Linked DNA regions of Mus musculus: region 1 is linked to region 2. Evidence: chromatin contacts called from public HiChIP or PLAC-seq data. All regions are on one chromosome and are shown on one strand. Each heading gives the region's core, a stretch centred on a gene start, on an enhancer-like site or on the middle of the called end of the contact. The rest is flanking DNA. Distances are from core to core; before and after follow the strand shown.

Evidence for each region. HiChIP or PLAC-seq counts read pairs in DNA pulled down with a chosen protein or histone mark.
Region 1: an H3K27ac HiChIP or PLAC-seq map of embryonic stem cells shows a contact between it and region 2, with 6 times the contacts expected there. The contact joins two enhancer-like sites. A contact is called at or near these places in 1 of 484 Hi-C or Micro-C datasets (embryonic stem cells) and 3 of 115 datasets of contacts at active chromatin or transcription factors (embryonic stem cells and epiblast stem cells).

What each region holds. Positions count from the first base shown.
Region 1 is chr11:28,034,371-28,038,116 of GRCm38.p6, forward strand. No RefSeq gene overlaps it. Among named protein-coding and RNA genes, the nearest start is that of Ccdc85a, 550 kb to the right of the region's middle. Within about 2 kb of position 1,376, at least 10 of the 459 cell types and tissues checked have an H3K27ac peak or open chromatin away from gene starts, as enhancers often do. A contact at or near this core is called in embryonic stem cells, where this site is marked.
Region 2 is chr11:27,219,717-27,223,368 of GRCm38.p6, forward strand. No RefSeq gene overlaps it. Among named protein-coding and RNA genes, the nearest start is that of Gm25387, 97 kb to the right of the region's middle. Within about 2 kb of position 2,390, at least 9 of the 459 cell types and tissues checked have an H3K27ac peak or open chromatin away from gene starts, as enhancers often do. A contact at or near this core is called in embryonic stem cells, where this site is marked.

The DNA of each region.
Region 1 (3,746 bases), core at 126-2,625, 810 kb after region 2:
AAATAATAAATTGAAAAGGAATATGTCTAAATCATACAAATGAACACAAATGTACAATAAAAATATAAAGTTACAAAACATATCTGGAAAATCTCTAAGCGATGCACATATAAATATACAAGTGTCAAATACCAAATGAGAAGGAAAATATTTGTGAATAAATGAAATTTAAAACAAAACATCAGAATTCTTGGGAGACAAATGACATCAGACACAAAAGTAAAGACGCTCACCCTCACTAGATACTCCCAAAGCTCATTATCATTGTTTAAGGACAGAATACCAAATAAGCTGGAGAAGAGGAACAGCAGAGATGTCAGTGATAAAAGCAGAAATAGACTCTACACCTACAAATAAAGAAAATAAGTCAATGGATCAGAAAACTGAACATGCTATGAGACACTAGCTAGATAAATGAAGAAAAGGAGAGAAGATGTACCAAGAAACAACCTGACAGAGCCATGGAACCTAAAAATGTTTAAAATAATAAAATAGAAATAATATAAAAAACACAAACTGCAAAAGTCTCACTTCAGGAGTAGATGACTTAAACAGTCCTATAAATATAAATATATAAATAAATATAGATATGAATATAAATATAAATGAGAATTAAAATCTAAGTCTAAAATATTCCCAAATGAAAATTTTCTACTCAGTTTTCACAGATGAAATCTAGCTGTTTCTGAATATTTAGAGCAGGGCACTTTCACCTTTTAATTTGTTGACAGGATTACCCTTAAAACAGGATCAAAGGTTTTACATAAAATCGAAGACATACCAACATCCTTCAGAATTAAAGGCCCAAAATGTCCACAGTTGGATTGAAGACTTATAATGTTCCAAATGTCGATTCTATTTAATCAAATCAAATTTAACAATAAATATTAAATATACATTCTTAAATCAGATTGCTAACAAAAACTTTTTGAAATGCAAAATGTCAACAATATAAACCACCACACAGAATCTAAGTAAGAACTCATCACAGTCATATGGATCGATAACTGATTCAATATTTAACACTTGTAATGATAAAAGAGAATACTATCTATAAAATGGCAATAAAAATTGTTGGAAGCCAACCCACTGGTCACATGGCCGGGTTTCACCTGAGAGGCAAGCCAGCACTAGAAGGAGAGGGGAACTAGGCAGTCGAGAGATAAATGGAGCTAAGTCAAGATTCCTGATCAAAGCTCAAATGTTTAATAGCAAATGTGCTATTAAAGGGGTTGGGGGAGAGAGAGGCCCATTCCTGCCAATTCATTCTTGGAGCCTGGAACCAGCTGCAGGTGATGACATGCAGGATAGAGTGTAGTCTGCCAAATACCTCAGGGGCCTCTCAGCAGGTAGCTTGAAGGAGAACAGCAGCAGTGGCTGAACAATAGAGAGACCAAGGGAGGAAGGCTCCACCCTAGGTAATCTTAGTGGCAGCAAGGTCAAGGTCTGACTCAGCCTGCTTCAGGATGGGGGAGGGGGCTACAATTCCCCCCCTGTTATTAATATTAAAAAAAAACTGGACTGAGGCATAAAATGTATTTATGCTCTATAGTCCTGCCTGGGAGTTATGGTGGCTGGCGGCTGCACCTGTCTTAGGAAATCTTAGATCATCCCGAACCATCTAATTACGTCTTGGAGGCTACATACAGCTTGTTTGTGTTTATTTCACACAAAACATGGCTCCGTGGTGTGTTATCAACAGCCACAGCCTTTTGGCATGTACATCTGTCTTAAATTGGTATGGTTCAGAGATCTGGGTGCCCATCTTTGACTGTCCGGCCCTCATAGCACATCCTATTCCCAATTCAGACCAAAGCCACAATATATACTTAGAATGCTTCTTCATGAAGATTAATAACTGCCACCTGAGCTGTTGGAGACAAGGCTGCACACCTGCTGCAGTCAGGCTGAGGGGCTTTGACTAACCTGCTTGAAAAACAATGGGAGACAGTGAAAAGCAACAGTACAAAAGCTTCTTTGGGGAAGTCCAGGTACTCGATTCAATTGCAAATTAGCAATGATCAAGCTTAGACTATGAGCTCCTGGTGTGGGGGAGGTGACTTTGAGAATCACAGAAAGGCTGTAACTTTCTGGGAGAGGAGGCTGTGCTCCACATTAACTTTTAGGCTAAAGAGGATCTTTAGCTATAATCAAGGTTAGAGTCATACTTACTGGAAGATTTGGGATCTGTCTCCAGTTGATGAACTAATCTCTCAGGCAGCCTTTGAGCTCCGTCTTCTTTTTGTGAAAAAACAGACCGAGCCCCTTCCCCAGATTAGGACTGGGTCTGCACCCTTCCATCCGTTAGTTAATGGATCCCACCACTTTACCATGGCATAAGAACTAAAAGTAACTGGATGCCAGTGGCGATCCGCTGCAGACTAACCTTTAACATCAGTTTGCAAAAAATTTAGAACAAATAAAGCAAAGGCAAGATGTGCCTTTGGTGACCTTGGGGGATATAACTGCTCCTGTTTTGTTTTAAAAAGCCAATTTTTTAAAGTGTGATGAGCACGTTCAACTATTCCTTGTCCCATGGGGTTATAAGGAATTCCAGTTTTATGTTTGATGCCAAATTCTTTACAAAATGATGTAAATTTTTTGCTAGAATAGGATGGCCCGTTATCTGTCTTAATAAGTTTAGGCAATCCCGTTGCATTAAAGGCTTGTAGACCATGATCAATTACATTTTTGGAGGCTTCTCCAGTATGCAGAGAAGCAAAAAGAAATCCTGAACAAGTGTCAATACAAACATGTATATATTCTAATTTTCAAATTCTGCATAATGAGTTACATCCATTTGCCAAATATGATTAGGCATAAGACCTCGTGGATTAACTCCTAAATGTGGCACTGGAGATAATGTAATACATTTAGGACATGTTTTACAATCATTCTTGTCTGTTCCTTAGTGATCTTATGTCGGAGCCTTAAGGTATGGCTAGAGAGATGAAATTTTTCATGATCACGTTTGGCCAAAGCAACAGCATCTGAATTTAAGGCCTCTCCTATTAGAGCTCTGTCGATGCAATCATTGCCTGCTGCTAAAGGTCCAGGAAGACCAGAATGAGATTGTATGTGGCCAATGTAGAACAGATGTTTTCGGGCAGGAATGATGTTTTGCAATTGTAAAAAACAGGGATCCTGCTAGTATATTAAAGTTAAATGTACCACAGGTCTCCAATAAGGGTACCGATTGTGCAACATATAAACTATCAGTAAAAATATTAAAAAGCCTCATTTACAGACTGAAAGACATTCAGTACTGCTGTTAATTCTGCTAATTGAGCTGAGAAGCCAGGAGTCTTTATGATTAACTGTTGATTATTTATAAGATATCCAGCTTGCCCTTTAGAGGAGCCATCAGTAAACACCAGAACAACATTGTGTAAGGGTTGTAAAGAAGGCATATTAGGAAATATCACCTCATGTACATTCATAAATTTTATCAACCTATCTTGAGGGTAGTGGCTATCTATAGTTCCTTTAAATCCTATTTGAGCAAGCAACCAATTTGTACTGTGCTGTTTCAGCCAAGTGTCTCAATCTATGTGGTAAGGCTGAACAATAATATCTGGTTCTTTGCAAAAACAAGTTAGTGCCTGCTTCCTTCCAAGGATAATCTCTGAACTACTGCTTCATAATATGGCAAGATATAACGTTTAGGAGAAATCTTCTAATGGATCCACATTAGAGAAGACTTTTGCCATAACAGTCCTGTAGGCATATGAATCCCATTAAAAATT
Region 2 (3,652 bases), core at 1,140-3,639:
ATTACCTCAACTCAGTCTCAAAGCATGTTTTAGATAAATATATTGGTAATCGAGGGGGAACAAATACAAGGCATAGAACATTTAGAGGTCAAGTTTTTAATATGGATGGAGGTGTGGATTACTGTAAGCTTCTCTTGAGTGTTTCTTCAGCCAGCCTGGAATGAAATCTGAAGCCTGCTTAACCTTCCCCAAGGACAAACTGCTGACTTTCCTTATTCTGGTTTGGAGTGGTGCTTTGGAGTCTAAAATGTCACTCTCTCCCTTTTCAATTTCATTGTCAGATGAATAGATGTCTGACAGTGACTAGTGAATTTCAATTGCTAGAAATTCTCTTTATTTTTTTTTTCTGTCTCTGTAATTAGTCTTCATTAAGCAATTACAGTGAATTCTGACATCCAGATCCGCATAGTAATACATTATTATATATATCCACTAGATGGCAGTGTTTCCAAAGCAATACAATGAAATAGAGCCACCCCCCCCAAACTGTTTTTTCCTGTTTACCTTTCTCTACCCTCCCTCCCCTGTGAATTTTGCTATAAAAATAAAATAGAATTACATTTCTGCAGTCATTTTTAAAAATCCAATCTTTTTCGTCAAATAAATGTCAACTTGAAATTTTTGTGTATTTTAAGATAAAAACTATAAAATAAAGAAATAGGGTTTTCTCCTTAATTCTCTAGCATATAAATACCCATAAATCATTTGCAGCAAATGCTGCGAGCAAGGCAAGCCATGAGAGCATGGAAGACACATATCCATGCCAGTATTTTCGTGTTCTGTAATTTAGAGAAAGTACTTCATCTGAAATTCTATGAATAATACAATTCAAGCTAAGAGCACCTCTGTGAGAGCTCCAGTAGAATCAAGCAGCATACTCCATGCCAAAACTCATCAACGCCTCTCAGGGGGCACAGGGGGCATAGAAAAAAATCTGCAGCAGTTGTTTGGCAGAAAACAATCACTAATATTTTTCAAGGAAAGACGGTAAAGGAAGATATTACGTATATAAAAAGGTAAGTGTGTAACAAATAGTTTAACTGTTGTATTAGTGAACCCCCCAAAGTGGACAGGAGCTGATCTGATGCAAATCACAGCAGGATCTTTATTCCACTAGCTCAGGTTCCCCAGGCCACTGCCAACATGTGGAACAAATTTGGTAGAAAGGAGTAGGGAATATCTAAAGTTTTATAGAAAGCAGCAAGAGGCCAGTGGGTGTTTCTAGCCTGGCAAGCATCTAACTGGAGAGCTACCATGTCCTTTAGTGTAAACTGACTGATACTGGGAGTCAAACCATAAACTTCACTTCACTTCTCTTTGTGTTGATGGTTATTAGTCAGGGGGACAGGGTTGTTGAAATTAACCTGGAAATGCTGGATTTGTTGGGGATTAGCTATAGAAACTGGAGTTTCTAGGTTTTGTTGGGGAGTAAATTGAAAACTAATGCCTTTTAGTTTACCTGAGTTCAAGTTTTCTGAAATGAAGTCTGAATTTAAGATTTGGTCTCTCGGGGCTGGAGAGATGGCTCAGCAACTGATCTTCCAGAGGTCCTGAGTTCAATTCCCAGAAACCAAGTGTTGGCTCACAACCATCTGTAATAGGATCTGATGCCCTCTTCCGGTGTGTCTGAAGAAAGCAATGATGTACTCATATACATTAAATAAATAGATAAATAAATAAATAGATAGATAAATAGATTTTAAATAGATAAATAAATAAATCTTTTTTTAAAAAAATCAAAAAAGATTTGGTCTCTCATAACAACTTTGTAGAATTTTATGATTCTTTATATTTTACAAACAGCAAGTGCCGCTTGCCAGTTGGAGCGATATATAAACCAGACAATTTGCTACTTTGAAACATTAAAGTACAAATCCCTGCTTATTTTCTCTGGAATAGCAACAGCCACAAACTACTTCCTGTGCTGACACTATCTATCTATTATGTTATTTATTTCTGCTCTTTTGTTTTCAAGCCCTGATGTCAATCATTATTCCAGCTGTTCTCTCTTAAGCTACTATGACAGTTTCTTTGTCAGACTTTTTGTCTTTTATTTCCATCCCAACACAGAAATCATACTGATATTCAGTGATCCTCCTTTCTTGCCACAAAATCTGATTTTTATAGCTTGTCAGAAGACATCTGAGCTGCTACCCAGGTTGAATCTCCAGATTATCATGAACTGAAATTGCTATGCATCAAGGCTTGTGTTCTGTCACGATGCTGTTTCCCTTCCTTCAGCACAAATCTCCTGTATATACCTTAACAAATTGCCGCACTCCTCACAGCTTAAACCAACAGGAATTTATTCTCTCATTACAGACATTCTGAAGCTCACCATTAGGATGTCAGCTGTGTTGATTTCCTTGAGGGACCCTAAGGGGTTTTCCAGTCCCACACCCTCCTTAACACTTCCCCCTCCTGCCTGGAGTCAAGGCTAGTCCAAGTTCCATTCTCCACCCACAGGAACATTCCTGAGTAAAACAATCTCAGAATGTACTGACTGATAATTACTTGAGCCTCTGGAAAGTCTCAGGTAGAGTTCAAATGCCTGTCATGCTTGCTAGCCAATAGATTTAAAGGTCTATATGCTTAGACAACAAGTTTGAACTATAACCTTGCTGATGAAACCTGTGAACCTAAAAAATATAAAAACTGCTCATAATAGTTGTTTGGGGTCACTTTCTTAGTAACTTGCCTTGATGGACTAATTGAAGGTCGACCCTGATATACCCAAAAATAAACCTCTTTGTTTTGCATAGATCTGCATATCTCTTTGGGCATCTCAAAGTAAGTACCATTGACAAAAGGTCAGTGTCTTACACTCTCAAGATTCCTTGAGGTAGGTTCCCTATTCCATGTCTTTTGTTGGCTGCCTGAAACCCTTGGTTTCTGCATAAGTTCCATTTCTGCCCCCCTCTGTTTCACTGTGTGTAGTGGTTTGAATGAGAATGGCCCCTATAGGCTCATAGATTAGAATAATTGTTCAATAGGACGTGGCACTACTTGAGCAAGATTAGCAGATACTACCTTGTTCGAGAAAGTGTGTCATTGAAGGTTGGACTTTAAGGTTTCAAATCACAAGCCAGGTCCAGTGTCTCTCTCTTCCTGTTGCCAGCTATCAGGATATGGAACTCTCAGCTACTTCTCTGGCACTATGTCTGTTTGTATGACTCTATGATTTTTGCCATGATGAAAATGGACTAGACCTTTGAAACATGAAGGAAGCTCACTTAAATGCTTTCTTTTTATAAGAGTTGCTGTGGACATAGTGTCTCTTCACAGCAATAGACTACTAAGACAGAAACTGGTACTAGAGATCAGGTTATTGCTGTGGTAGGTCTGACCATGCTATTTATTTAAGGAATGCTGAAGACTTTGGGACTTTGGGCTAGAAAACTAGTTGAATGTTTTAAGCATGATAAATGGGCCATCTTAGGAGGAACATAAAAGACAATGGTGCTGAAGATAGAGGAGGTAAACCTGAATAACATTGCTAGGTGGTCTAGAAACTGTTCTTGTGATAATTTAAAGAATGTGGCTGCTTTATATACTTGTTGAGGAAATATGCCTGAGGCTAGTAACTCCTGGACTATTTCTATTCATTTTTTTTTTTTTTTGGTATTTATTTCATTTACATTTCCAATGCTAT